2 separate regions of the Columba livia genome follow, and region 1 is linked to region 2. Evidence: chromatin contacts called from public Hi-C data. All regions are on one chromosome and are shown on one strand. Each heading gives the region's core, a stretch centred on a gene start, on an enhancer-like site or on the middle of the called end of the contact. The rest is flanking DNA. Distances are from core to core; before and after follow the strand shown. Region 1 has its middle 71 kb from the start of HABP2. Region 2 has its middle 22 kb from the start of HABP2.

What was found. A called contact is a pair of places that touch in the nucleus more often than the background predicts.
Region 1: a contact with region 2 is called in a Hi-C map of liver, with 2.4 times the contacts expected there. The contact joins two enhancer-like sites.

The regions. Positions count from the first base shown.
Region 1 is chr6:9,595,889-9,601,688 of bColLiv1.pat.W.v2, reverse strand. No RefSeq gene overlaps it. Among named protein-coding and RNA genes, the nearest start is that of HABP2, 71 kb to the right of the region's middle. Within about 2 kb of position 4,523, at least 2 of the 3 cell types and tissues checked have an H3K27ac peak away from gene starts, as active enhancers do.
Region 2 is chr6:9,546,707-9,552,764 of bColLiv1.pat.W.v2, reverse strand. No RefSeq gene overlaps it. Among named protein-coding and RNA genes, the nearest start is that of HABP2, 22 kb to the right of the region's middle. Within about 2 kb of position 1,629, at least 2 of the 3 cell types and tissues checked have an H3K27ac peak away from gene starts, as active enhancers do.

The sequences.
Region 1 (5,800 bases), core at 3,274-5,773, 46 kb before region 2:
CAGGCAAACTAAAAATGGTGTCCAAAACCATGGCAAAGTCATGTTTGCAGTGCTTTCAGGTGACCACTTGAGGACAGGACCATGTGGCAGCCTTACAAGGACAAAAAGTATAGGAATGAGCCACACACAACAGCAGGATATCTTGTTCCAGTCCTGATTAGAATCAGGATTTCTGGCAGCATGGTGGTGTCAGCTAAAGGTAGCTTTTTTCCCTCTCCACCTCATGTAGATTGGCAAAACATTCCAAATCAGACCTTTACAGTATGTGATCAACAAAATTCCATAGCATCAGCATAAAAATGTTGATACCGGCATTGCTTACACTGGCTACAAGGCTGCATTTCTGTGAGCTGTGCTGTTGAAACTTTGAAAGGCAGGTAAGATTTTCTCCCATGTTCCTGGATCCGCAGCTTTGGGGGTGGGGACAAGAAGATAGTTGAGTTGAGCTGAATGTCACTGTTTATGTGAGAAAATAAAGGTAAACAACAGTAGAGAGTCTCCCCAGTGGCTCTGCACAGGCTCTTGCCCTCCAGACCCACTCCCAGCAGGGGCCGATCACAGAAAGGGAGAGGAAGTGTTCGTGTTTCCTTTCCCCATGCTCACCCCCAAGCACTGCCTGAGATGTGAGTAGCATTAAAACACTTTCCTCTTTCCTTTTCCTGTGAATGTCCTCTCAGCACGGCCTTGTCCTTCCAGATTCCAAGTGGAGATACTTGAGGAAGCACGAGAGGCCAAAAGTCTCCCAAGAGCTGTCAAATTTGGCATCCAAGTGTTGACACTGTTGAGACGAATCATTGCTGTAAGCCTCCTGGGGTGAAATGGTTTTCAATACTGCAGTGGGTACTGGCATCTCTTGGTTATGAGGCAGGTGGTGGTTCAACGAGTGCATGTGGCTGGTCTCAAATCCTCCTGCCTTAGACTGGGAGTTTGTACCATTTGCTGGAGAACTGTGGATGTCCACAGGGCATTATACACACACGTATGTGTGTGCACACACTGTTCAAGTGCTCATAAAAAGTGACTGCATGTTACTTATTCCAGCAGAACCCGGGCTCTGGGTGAATGACAAAGTGGCACTTCATCTCCCCTTAAACACAATCACAAATTAGGACTCAGAAGAGAAATCTCACAAACTTGAGTGTCTGCACATGACACCCTTGGAGCAAACTCTTCCTTCCCAACCTTCCAACTAAAACATCCCCTTGTGAAGAGGCAATACTGCCTTAGCAGGGACTGTACAATCATGGCTATTCCTTGTGCACTGGCCACACAATAATATACCACCAAAAAAAGAAAAAGGACAGAAGAAGAGAAACGAGTGTCCTTAACAAAAGCAGAATAATACGCTAAGGCAAGGCTGCCTGTGATCTGCTGTTTGAAAGCAGGCGGGCATTGAGTTGTCGTTACCAGCCTCCATCATTTGAGGGCACCCTAGTCTTTGATGTTGGCTGCAATTAGCTGCAGGAGTAGTGTAGCAGCCATCTCTCCTGATGGCGAGTCTGTCTCTCATTGAAATGCTCTCTTTCCTCCAACCCTCCAGGTCAATGCTGCTGGGACTTGCTTCTTTACTGATGGCAGGAGCGCATGCTGGGCTCGCAGATCACCAGCCTTATTGGTGCGTTGGGGATTGGAGGTAAATTGCCTAAAGGAGGGATATGCTGGCATGCCAACACCGCTATTGATTAATGCTAATTATCATTTAATTTAACCTCCAATTAGTTTTAATCAATTGTCACATTGTCCCTGAGTGTTACTGCATGGATGATGTACAGTAAGGAGGATAATTGTCTTGAGCTTTTCCTGGCTTCCCAGATGGCTATTTTCTAGCCCTTTCTTTTGCTTTGAATAGAGTGGGGTGAATAATTTATTTGCCAAATTTAGCTGCTTCTTGTGCCTCAGAACTACCTATAAGCAGAGTTTGAGTCTGTTGCTTGGTCCAAAATTTCTCATGACAGGATATCAGTTCTTGGTCTGTACAACGTGTTACAGCCACTTGATCCTGGAAATTCAAGGAGGGCTGATTCACTTTAATCAGGCACATGGCGGGGTCGCATTGCCCTGGCCCCAGCGTTGCTGTCAGTCATAACTCTGGGGATCCAGTTTTGCATGAATTTTCCATAGTCGTTTTTTAAAATAATGGTCATATTCATGTTTCTATTTCTAGAGCATTTCCCTTCAAAAGGGGAAAGCAGAGAGAAAGAGTTACATCTGTCCTTCAGAGTGGATTATCTTCAGGTCTCGAATCCAAGCTCCAAGCGAGCACCAACTCAACTTCTCCACAAGGACTAACTCTGTTACTGCACCAGCCCTCTTAACACTTCTATGTGGTCTTCCCACTGGAGCTAGAGAGACTGGTTTTGTCTCAATATCACTATGACAGTCTGGCCTTTCCATGTTATATTTGAATGGACGGTCGCAGAATACATTCAGAGGTACTTGTCCAATGCTAATAATAGCTCTGTCTGTCCAAATTAATTACAAAAAATGTATCAATTCATTAATCAACCCCCCTGATTTTTGTACATCGCTGATGAAACATCAGGTAGCATTCCCTGAAGGTCAATAAATTAGGGCAGTTATCCAAAATTACCTTCTGAGATCTCTCTGAAAGCCAAGGGAAAAGTGAGCAGAACACAGTCCCATCTATTCTTGCCGAGGATCAAAAGCAACTCAACAATACCTCAGGGCATCAAAGACAGCTGATAGATCTAACAATAACATCTTGGAGCCCTGATATTCATCTGTAACCTGGACTGCCCGTGCAGTGCAGTCTCTGTGCTGTACTCCGTCTGTACCCAGACCGACACGGGTCAAGAAAGGCTGAGACAGTCAGGTACTCGGGGAATTCGCTTCCCTTCACAACTTTCTCATTAACTGTGCCCACACTTGAAGAACAGAAACAACGCAGCCAGATCACCAGCATCCAATAATAGCCTGTTTGGATGCCTTTTCTGCACTTCTCAGACATATCCTGCACCCACCAGCTGTCCTGATTTCAGGCAAAGCGGTTTGTCCCCCAGCCCTGATGCTGGGTGGCTGTGGGGCTGATCAAAAGCTGTGGTGGATAACGCAGGTTCAGTTCAGCTGATGGGCAGGTCAAGTCCCCACCACCAGTGCTGCCCCTCGGCTTTGAGCCTCTGCCATGACCCGAAGCAAGGCAGCAGTGATGCGGGAAGGTGCCTGTGTCCCTGTCCCTGCTGTAGCTGCTGGCAAGACCCAGCCTGTGCTCAGGGGGGTTCTTCCCTGCCCTGCAGAAGATAGAAAGAGCCTCCTTGCTGGAGGACTGAGGACCTCCATTGCAACAGAAATCAAGAGGACTTGGGTGCCTTTTAGGAAATACATAGTTCATCGCAGCATTATGTCCTGACATTGATTTCTTTTTAGTTTTATTTTTGGAAATAAAAGATCAACTAATGTGTACAACTGAGCTCTTTTTCCTCCTACCCAACCCATTCTGCCCCCAGTGGGTCAAGTTACATGGGCTCAGATGTCCCAAGCAGATAGTTATGACTTGGTTCAACATTATTCCATTAGAACCATTTAAGTTACAGGAGAACTTCAGTGAAAAATAAAACTATGGTAAAGCAAATCCATCACTCCATAGAAAAGAAAGCTGACCCCACGCTCGCCTTTGTGCACAGGCTGGATAGCAAACCCATTGTAAGATTAAAATGAAAAAAGAAGGAAAGCCAAAGCTTGTTTTGTTCATATAAACATGGGACTTTCGATTTACTTTTCACAGAGCTTTGACTGGGCAACAGAAGAAATGTGAGCTATCTCACAATGTTCCCTTGGCATAACATGGTGCTTTCAGTCTCATTATTATTACATTATATGTAGCACATCTGTTACTGGTCAGGAGCCAAACTATTTAATTCTATTAGATACATCTATACAGCTAAGTGATAATCTACACCAGGTTTATGGAACAAGCACTTAATTCTTGGCAGGGAGCAGCTCAAGGCTTGATACAAGAGCAACAGAATATACGCAGTGTAGTTGTAGATCAGTGTCAGAAACTGGCCAGAAATCATTTCTGCATTCTTCAGCATGCAGGCATTCCAGTGTGGGAAACTATTCATTCAATTTATTGTTCTAACATCTGTAAGCTATTGGACAGGGGGGAGGGGAGAGGGAGAAGAGGAAAACGCTCAGAGGGAAAAACGTTTACCTAACAAAATACTAACTCTTTCAGGGGGTTTCATGTCAGCACTCTGTAAATAATAGGAGCCTTTTAATGCACATGTGGTAGTATTTACTTTGTGGAGAGGTACACAGGATCCTGTCTTGTTCAGAAAGTTTTGTGCCCCGATGCTGCTCAGGCGTACAGTTTTTGCTGTATGTATTTTGTCTTAATCCATCTTTTATCTTGCTAAACACAACTACCAAAACCAAAGTCTCCTCTGCTTGCAAGCACCCACAGCACAGGCTGAGCCTCGGGGTGCTGGGCTGAAAGAAAGAGCTCAGCTCCTCAGCTGGGTGGGACAGCTCTGCTCCCCTCACAGGGCTGTGGATACTCCTGCTTTTCACTCCCCTCTCTGCAAGACCTTTCCAAACTTTGGGAGACAGAAGCCCTTAAACCGTGTGTCCTTCACAGAATGGCAAGCAAACACGGTTTTACCCCTGTTTTAGAGAGGAGGAGGAAGGGCATGGGAAGGTGATGACTTGTTCAGGGTTGCACAGGATGTCTGCAGCAGAGCTGGAATGGGGGCCAACTCTCTGAACTCTCAACAGCATCTCTGCCTTTATCCACCAGACCATCCTTCCTTCCTCTATGCTGAAGAATTGAAACAAGTCTGAAAAATAATTAAAAAAAAGAAGATAGGGCTCTCCACCTGCAGAGTTTTCTGACCTTCCACTGAAAGGGCTTTTCTTTTCCTCTCCACCCCCCCGCCCATTTTTTGGTCTCTCAGTGGAAGTAATCGGATCTATTTCTGAAGGAAGTGATGTCAGGAGACCTGGGTGTTCCAAGAATAGTTATTTCCATATGATCCGATTAGGTTCTTACATGCTGTGACACATACATTGCTGTAATTTAAACATATCTGGTTCTTTGGACTGAAGGACATTTATAAGAGCCTCCAGCTGGAAAGGAATCCATTTACTCACAGCCTTCGGGAAGCAGCAGCATCCTTAACTCTCTGCTGTCTCCCCCAGCACCAGGCATCTGAAATTTCCCTGAACCATCTTATCCCGAGCCTGACCCAAGCCAGTGAAAAATACCTATTGATTTCAGAGGTCCTGCTCTGCTGCGTGTGGATGTGGCTGTGCTCCACTGGGCATTGCAGTCAGCACACTGGTAATACCGAAGAAGTCATTCCCCATCTGCACTGGTGGTACATGAGTTCTTACAAGAAAAACCCAGTCCTTGCACATGAATTTACAAGCTGGATCCAGGAGGATAAAAACAGGGCTCTGAATGAAGGGAAAAGGCCACGACGCTGTACTATAGTTAGGCTGTGAGCTTTGGGGACAAGTGCTGCTTTCTTTTCCTGTGGAGCTGTACAGCATCTAATACTGTAGGGTCCTGGTTCATGACAGAGGTCTGACATACAGCTATAGTGCAAAAATAATACCATTAAATACCTGTAATAACATAATGAGGTAATAAATAGTAATAAAACCTTGGAGAGAGGCCAAGTATTATAGAAGGGTCTTCAAAGGCTGTGCTGCCCCCTATTACTCTTGATCTGGAATTGTACATGGCCTTCAACCCCCAGTGAAGCGGAGAGGTGTCAAAGAACTGAGGCTTTTGCCTAATGTGGGCCCACAGTACCCGGGAGTGGGGTGAGGAGCGAGA
Region 2 (6,058 bases), core at 380-2,879:
ACCTTCCTCACCATAAGCTTAGCTGTAGAAACTTGATAGGAGCACAATTAACATTGGCACAGCAACCTCCTGCTGTTCATTGCACCTAAATTTGTACCGTAAACTCTAGGCACAAACTGACTTTGACTGTGAAGCTGGGACAGAAGGGCAGAGGCATTTTTGTCCCCCCCATCCTGGTTTCAGTAGGCAGCTGCCATAGCAGCAGTTGTTCAACAACAGGTCTTGGAAAATCCAAACCACTGTCAATGTCAATCCCTCTTCAGTTACTCCCAAGTGGAGGGCTTTCACTTGATTTGGGAGGCAGAACCTTCTTCTGCCCTGTGCACTCCACTAGCTGCACTGGGCACACAGTGCTGCTGCCCTCTCCTTTGCCAGTGTGGACCACGTAAGCCTGCTCCCCGACCTGCTGCCCAGACATTATCTTTCTGATTCCTGAGTACAGCATAAACCTAGATCTTCACTTAGAACTCAGACCTGTTTTTATCCTCTGTCTCCTTTTCTTTATATTGTGTTTGGGTGGGTTTGGCTGCTTACAGACCTCTGACAATGAGTGATGGGGTGATAGCACTGCATCCCTCACTCTTCCCAGTGCTTACATGGTGAGATTGCGGCTCTGATTGGGGTCTCATGGTAAGCTGGAGGCAGAAACAACTCAGCTCCAAAGCTCAGGGTTCTTCCATAGTACTTCACTACCTGGGAAGCCTTATCTCAGCTGTGCTCCATGTACCATCAGCCTTGGATGCTCCAGCACCCAGCCTTCCCTGAGCAGGGAGAGGTGGAGATGAACCTCTCATTGAGCACCAAGACAAGGGAAAGTGCAGCCTGAGCATCTCGCAGTGCACTCAGAGAAAGAAAATGCCAGGAGTAGGTCGGAGTCTGGGCTGTGTGGTCACAGGCTGCACCTCAAGCAAAACACAGCTGAAGGAAAAATCAGAAACCTTCCAACCCAATTAACTTGGATCCTAAGCAGAGTGAGCAATGCTACAGCAGAACCATCCACTTCCATCTGATGTCCCTAAATACAACAGTGATCAATTTAAAAAAGAATTTAATATTCAGAATTCAGCCACCTTAATCAAAAATAAGCCCTGATTCAACACAGATGTACGAAAAATGTTTTGAATTTTAGGTCTACACCCCAGCCCCAGAGAGCTGAACGCTGAATAGTCACCACTCTGAAATGCATGCTGTCTCTTGCAAAGTTCTGCAAAAGGTGAAATGTGTTGTGGTTTGTTTTGCTTCCAGACTGAGCTAACTAACTGTTCGAACTTTCAAAGGAACTGTGTAGGAGTCTGACATTTAAAAGAGGAGAGAAAAGAGAAAGTGGGGGAGAAAGTTGAATCTTCCCAAAGAATTTGAATTTTTAGGTTTTTTTTCCCTTTTCTTCCCCCCTTCCCTGAAGGAGACTGAGTCTCGAGTGCTGCTGGGCTGCTGTTTGCTCCCGGCAGGCAGAATATCACTCGATGTGTTTCCCAGGGGTGCAAAACAGAAGTGTGTGTGGATGGGTGTGCTGATGTCAGGTTTGCTTTGCTGGTAGTAAGAGGGGGGAGAAATCATTCAAGACATCAGCTCTACCTGCATTGCAAGTATTTCTTGTAGTTAACTGTGCTATCTCACAAAGCTTTTTATGGGCCATGGGAGATTTCAAGCTGGAAAATACAGAGTATACTACAGACTGGTCATCTGCCTGGGAGCCAGACAAATGTCTACTCTCCTTAATCAATGTAACCAGGAATTTACCAGATCAAACTAAGGGTGCATTTTCAGTGTTTTGTTCCCACTCTGCAGTAGGCAGAATTTCTGTGCATGCATACATCTACAGATATATAAGACAATCATATAGAATATGTACTGCTCCAATATATGCAGAACTTTCCCTGTGTGTTTGTATATTTCTTCTATATTTAGTAATATGCTATGGATGCAAATCAGCTGTTTGGAAGAACAAAAAAAATTCCACAGCTCACACTGAAACCGCAAAGAGGTGTCTCTGATGGGTTTTTGCCTTAGTGTGTGCTTTCTGAAATACAGCACAAGCTGGGACAAAACCTATTTTTTTCTGAGAGAAACATGACCAGGCAATACAGATTCCTATAGAAGGGTTTTTTTTCCACTGCTGTGCTGGCAGACACACATTCACATAAGTGATCTGGACTCAGATGTATAAAAACTCATGAGGTCTAAAGGTTTGATGAGCAAACGGCAAAATCCTCTGCAACCCTGCTGAGTGTGTGTCCGTGGGTTATTCAGAACAGCTTTGCTCCCAGGGCCCTCACAGATGCTATCGGAAGCTGCGGGTCCATGTGGGATATCAGAATGATGCTGTTACAATTGGGAAGCATTTAGCCCTCCGAAGCTGAAATATATGCCTTGTCCAGGCTACACATGGTGGATGTTACTTAGGCTTACGGTAGTTAGATGTGGAAATAGCATATTAGGTTAAGTCCTCTCACTTGCCAGCATCGGATGTGGACTGTGGTCCTGTGAAACCTTATTCACAGAAATGGTTCTTACTTATGTGACGCTTCCCACTGAAGTAAAAACAAACTCTGATGCTGTTCCTTCCTCCGAGCTTCCTTCTGCATCCTGCCTCTTTTGTTTCTGACAGTGGTTAGGAATGCCGGCTGTTCGGGATCAGGCTGTTTTACCACTAACGCTGCTACACTTAAACTGTAAATAGTGCTGTACCAGTGAGATGAGAGACAATGAAATACATTTCCAGGGGCTTCAATAAAAATGTACTACTAAGAGAGTATTAATTTATTTAACTATCTGCAGAACTTATTTTTGAACTAAGTTAATATATTGGAATTATTGGATAAACATGAATCAAAACCTCTCTTCTTCAAATAATTTTGATTTTAGCCTTTTCCATTATTGCAAAAAATTGGTGAATTTCCTGTTTTCTTTTTCCTGTTTTTTTCTAGCAAGATAAGCTAAAAATATTACAACAAAAATTTTAAAAAACTTAATTTGCATGAAGTAAAAAAAAATATGTTGTGTAAAAAAGACAGTAACAGGTTCTTCTTACATTCCTTTTTTGATGAGGTTGTCTCCTGGAAATTTTAAGAATGTTTTATTAAAATTATTTCAGTGCTTATATTTTACATATTCCAGTTGCATTTGAAAATATTTCATATTATCTTAGTGGCATATTTTCAGTTCTGAAGAATGGCAGCCTTTCAGTGCTGCATGTTTTTAATGCTGGGTCATCTTACATCTGGTTTGTAGATTTAAAAAAAAGAAGTGTGAAATGATTTGCACCAAATTCCCTCATAACAGTAAGAGTTTATAGTAAAAGAGATTGTGAAAGTGAGGGGGGAAGGAAGAACTAAAAATAATGGCAGAATAATTCTTGTAATCACTCAGTATAGGATAAGCATGAAATGCAGCTATATTATGAATGATAATCTGAAGGGGGAAGTAATAGCTGAAAGACTGAAAGAATTTCAATTAAAATATACTAAGCTTAGCTGATTGCGCAGATAAAACACACTGATCCAGCAATGATGGACACTACATAAATGCTAGTGCAGATTCCCAGAGCACAGCGAACAGTTTAATTAGAAATGCATTTCAATACAATTATTGTTTTAGCCTGACAAACAACTACAACAGAAATCCGTATTTCAGGGTGTGAGCTCCCGATGCATGATGCATTTCATTGTAGGGTATTTATGAACCCTGGTTTTGTTTCAGACCTCATAATGGACAGTTGAAACACACAGCAATGAATATATCCTTGTGTCAGTCCTTTGTTCTGGAATTTTATCTAAAGATATAATTACGGGGAAGGCAGCGGCATCAGACAAGACCCCTTTGGTGCAGGAGCCCGAGCGTGGTCCAGCACTTCGGTTATGTTTCAGTGCCCTCTCGTGGCTCGCACGTCGCAGGGACACGGGGGACACGCAGCACCACGCAGGGACACTGCCACCCAGGGTTGTCCCCACACAGCACCCCCGAGTGGGAACCCCAGCCCCCCACATCCCCTCCCTGTGCTTTTGGCAGGGCTGGGTCGCATCAACTCCCTGCAACAGCCCTGCGTGGGCATTGCCAGCATCTCCGTGGGGCCATGTGGGCTGGTATGGATCAGCCATCGTCCCACATGGGTCCCCATGCCCTGGGTCACAACCCTGTGGGGCCAGGGCCACCCACGTCGGGGAGGATGAGCTGGCTGTCACCACTGTCTGCAGGGGGTACTTGTTGTTGACCCCGTTTCTGGACCGGCTCTGGTCTGTCTGGCCTCTCGCCGTGCAATGACTCACGCTCTTGTCCTGAACCTGGGCATCAAAGGATGCTGCACCGAGCGGTGCCTGCCTGCGTGGGGTTTCTGTAACAGTCAGGGGTTACAGGCTGTATCATGGCCACTTCAATGCCTAATTGTGCATTTCAGACTTCCCCTGTGATCTACAGGTACAAGCCATTTAAAATATCTTTCCTGACAGTTTTGTTCCTCTAACATTTTTATTCACCAGCTGCTCCTGTCTGCCCCTTCCTTTCCTCCCAAATGAAGCAGTGTCTCACAAAGTGCAGTGCTCGGAGCTGGTGTGAGAGGCTGCAGGCTCAGGAACATGCAGGTTATGGGCAGCTGCCAAGGGAGCATCCCTCGCATGTCACTGTCTACAACTTTCCTGTAGGAATTAAGATTTTGCTCCCTCCTAGTCCCAAACCTGCTGCCAGTCATGCTGATTTGTACCAAACCACGTGGTATATGTACAGGAAAAAAACCCATCTAATTCCAAATTGAAGTCACTTATCTAAGCTTGGTTAGGAGTCAAGCTGTGACCGTTACATTCAGATTACTTATGACACAAGCTAGATTTAAACACATATCTCAAGAAGCATAAACCCGTGTCTTCTGACTTTACTACAGTTTTAAATGATGGTAAAAGTCAAAACTACCACTATAATTACCCATCTATTTCTCATTGTGTTTTCTGTAGTGCCCATCACCACAAAACCTAGGATATGATGTTTGAAAATTAAATAAATGATGTGAAACTTAGATCTTTGTTTCACTAGGCATTTTTTACAGCAGCAGAAATGAGTGCAGGCTGTAAGTCTTGTCTGTGCACCATGTCTTTCATTGTTTCCTTGCTTGTACGGTGCAGCTTGGGAATTTTAAGACGGAGGAGGGTGTATAAATTGTACAGCTCTGTATCGCAGGTAAAACTGATCCCTGCTGTAACACCGCTGAAGGTAGGAGAGCTGTAAATGAGAAGGGCTTTTGTTCAATGTTTAGTATAATGGTTTCACTGAGCAGCGCATTGCCCAGCCCCTGGAGCCATATGCTGAGGAAAAGACAGCAGGCAGAGAACACTTGTTGATTTTTGGAAAAAGTTTAATTGAGCAAGAGTCATCATTCCTCTGTTTTTCAGGTCTCTGTGAGACTGTGTAGACATAATTTTTCCTTTTGAGGGACACAGTAAATCAAAATCAGACCTGGTCTGGGTAGAGTTTTTCCTCTGTTACTGGTGTCCTCCGAAGGTGTGGGAATTTTAGCAGTAAGATGGTGCTGCATCACTGGTTTTATCTTCTACTGATACTGAACTGATGGTCCTGGTGTGGGGAGGTTTCTTATAAAGATGTTCATGGAAAGCAGAGGAGGAGAGTTATTGAAATCTGTGCATGTGCTCATTCTTACTGGTTAGGGATCATAAAGTGTTGGTGGAACTGAGGCATGGCTGGAGGCATCCTTAGGCAGTACCCTGACAGCAGCAGTGACTTGCATGTAGGTGCCACTTCTGCCTACTTCTCCAAGGGGAAAATCCCATTCCTCATAGGGTGACTGGGGGAGAGGTCCCCGGTGCTGTGCTTGTGACTCCCACCCTCCTCAGCTCTCCTGGGATGCTCAGAGAGAAAATTGAGGTGACTTCATATGTGTCAGGCTCGCTGCTGACACCGCTAGTCATGTTTATGGAAAAGGGTGATCTTCTTTCCTCCCTGTCCCTTCTGTTGGGATTGTGCAGGGTTGGCTTGCACCAGGTTTTTGCTCAGTAGAACTCAGCAGAGTTTTCATCTCAGGATGCAGGAACCAAAATTTGGGGTTAAGGTCATA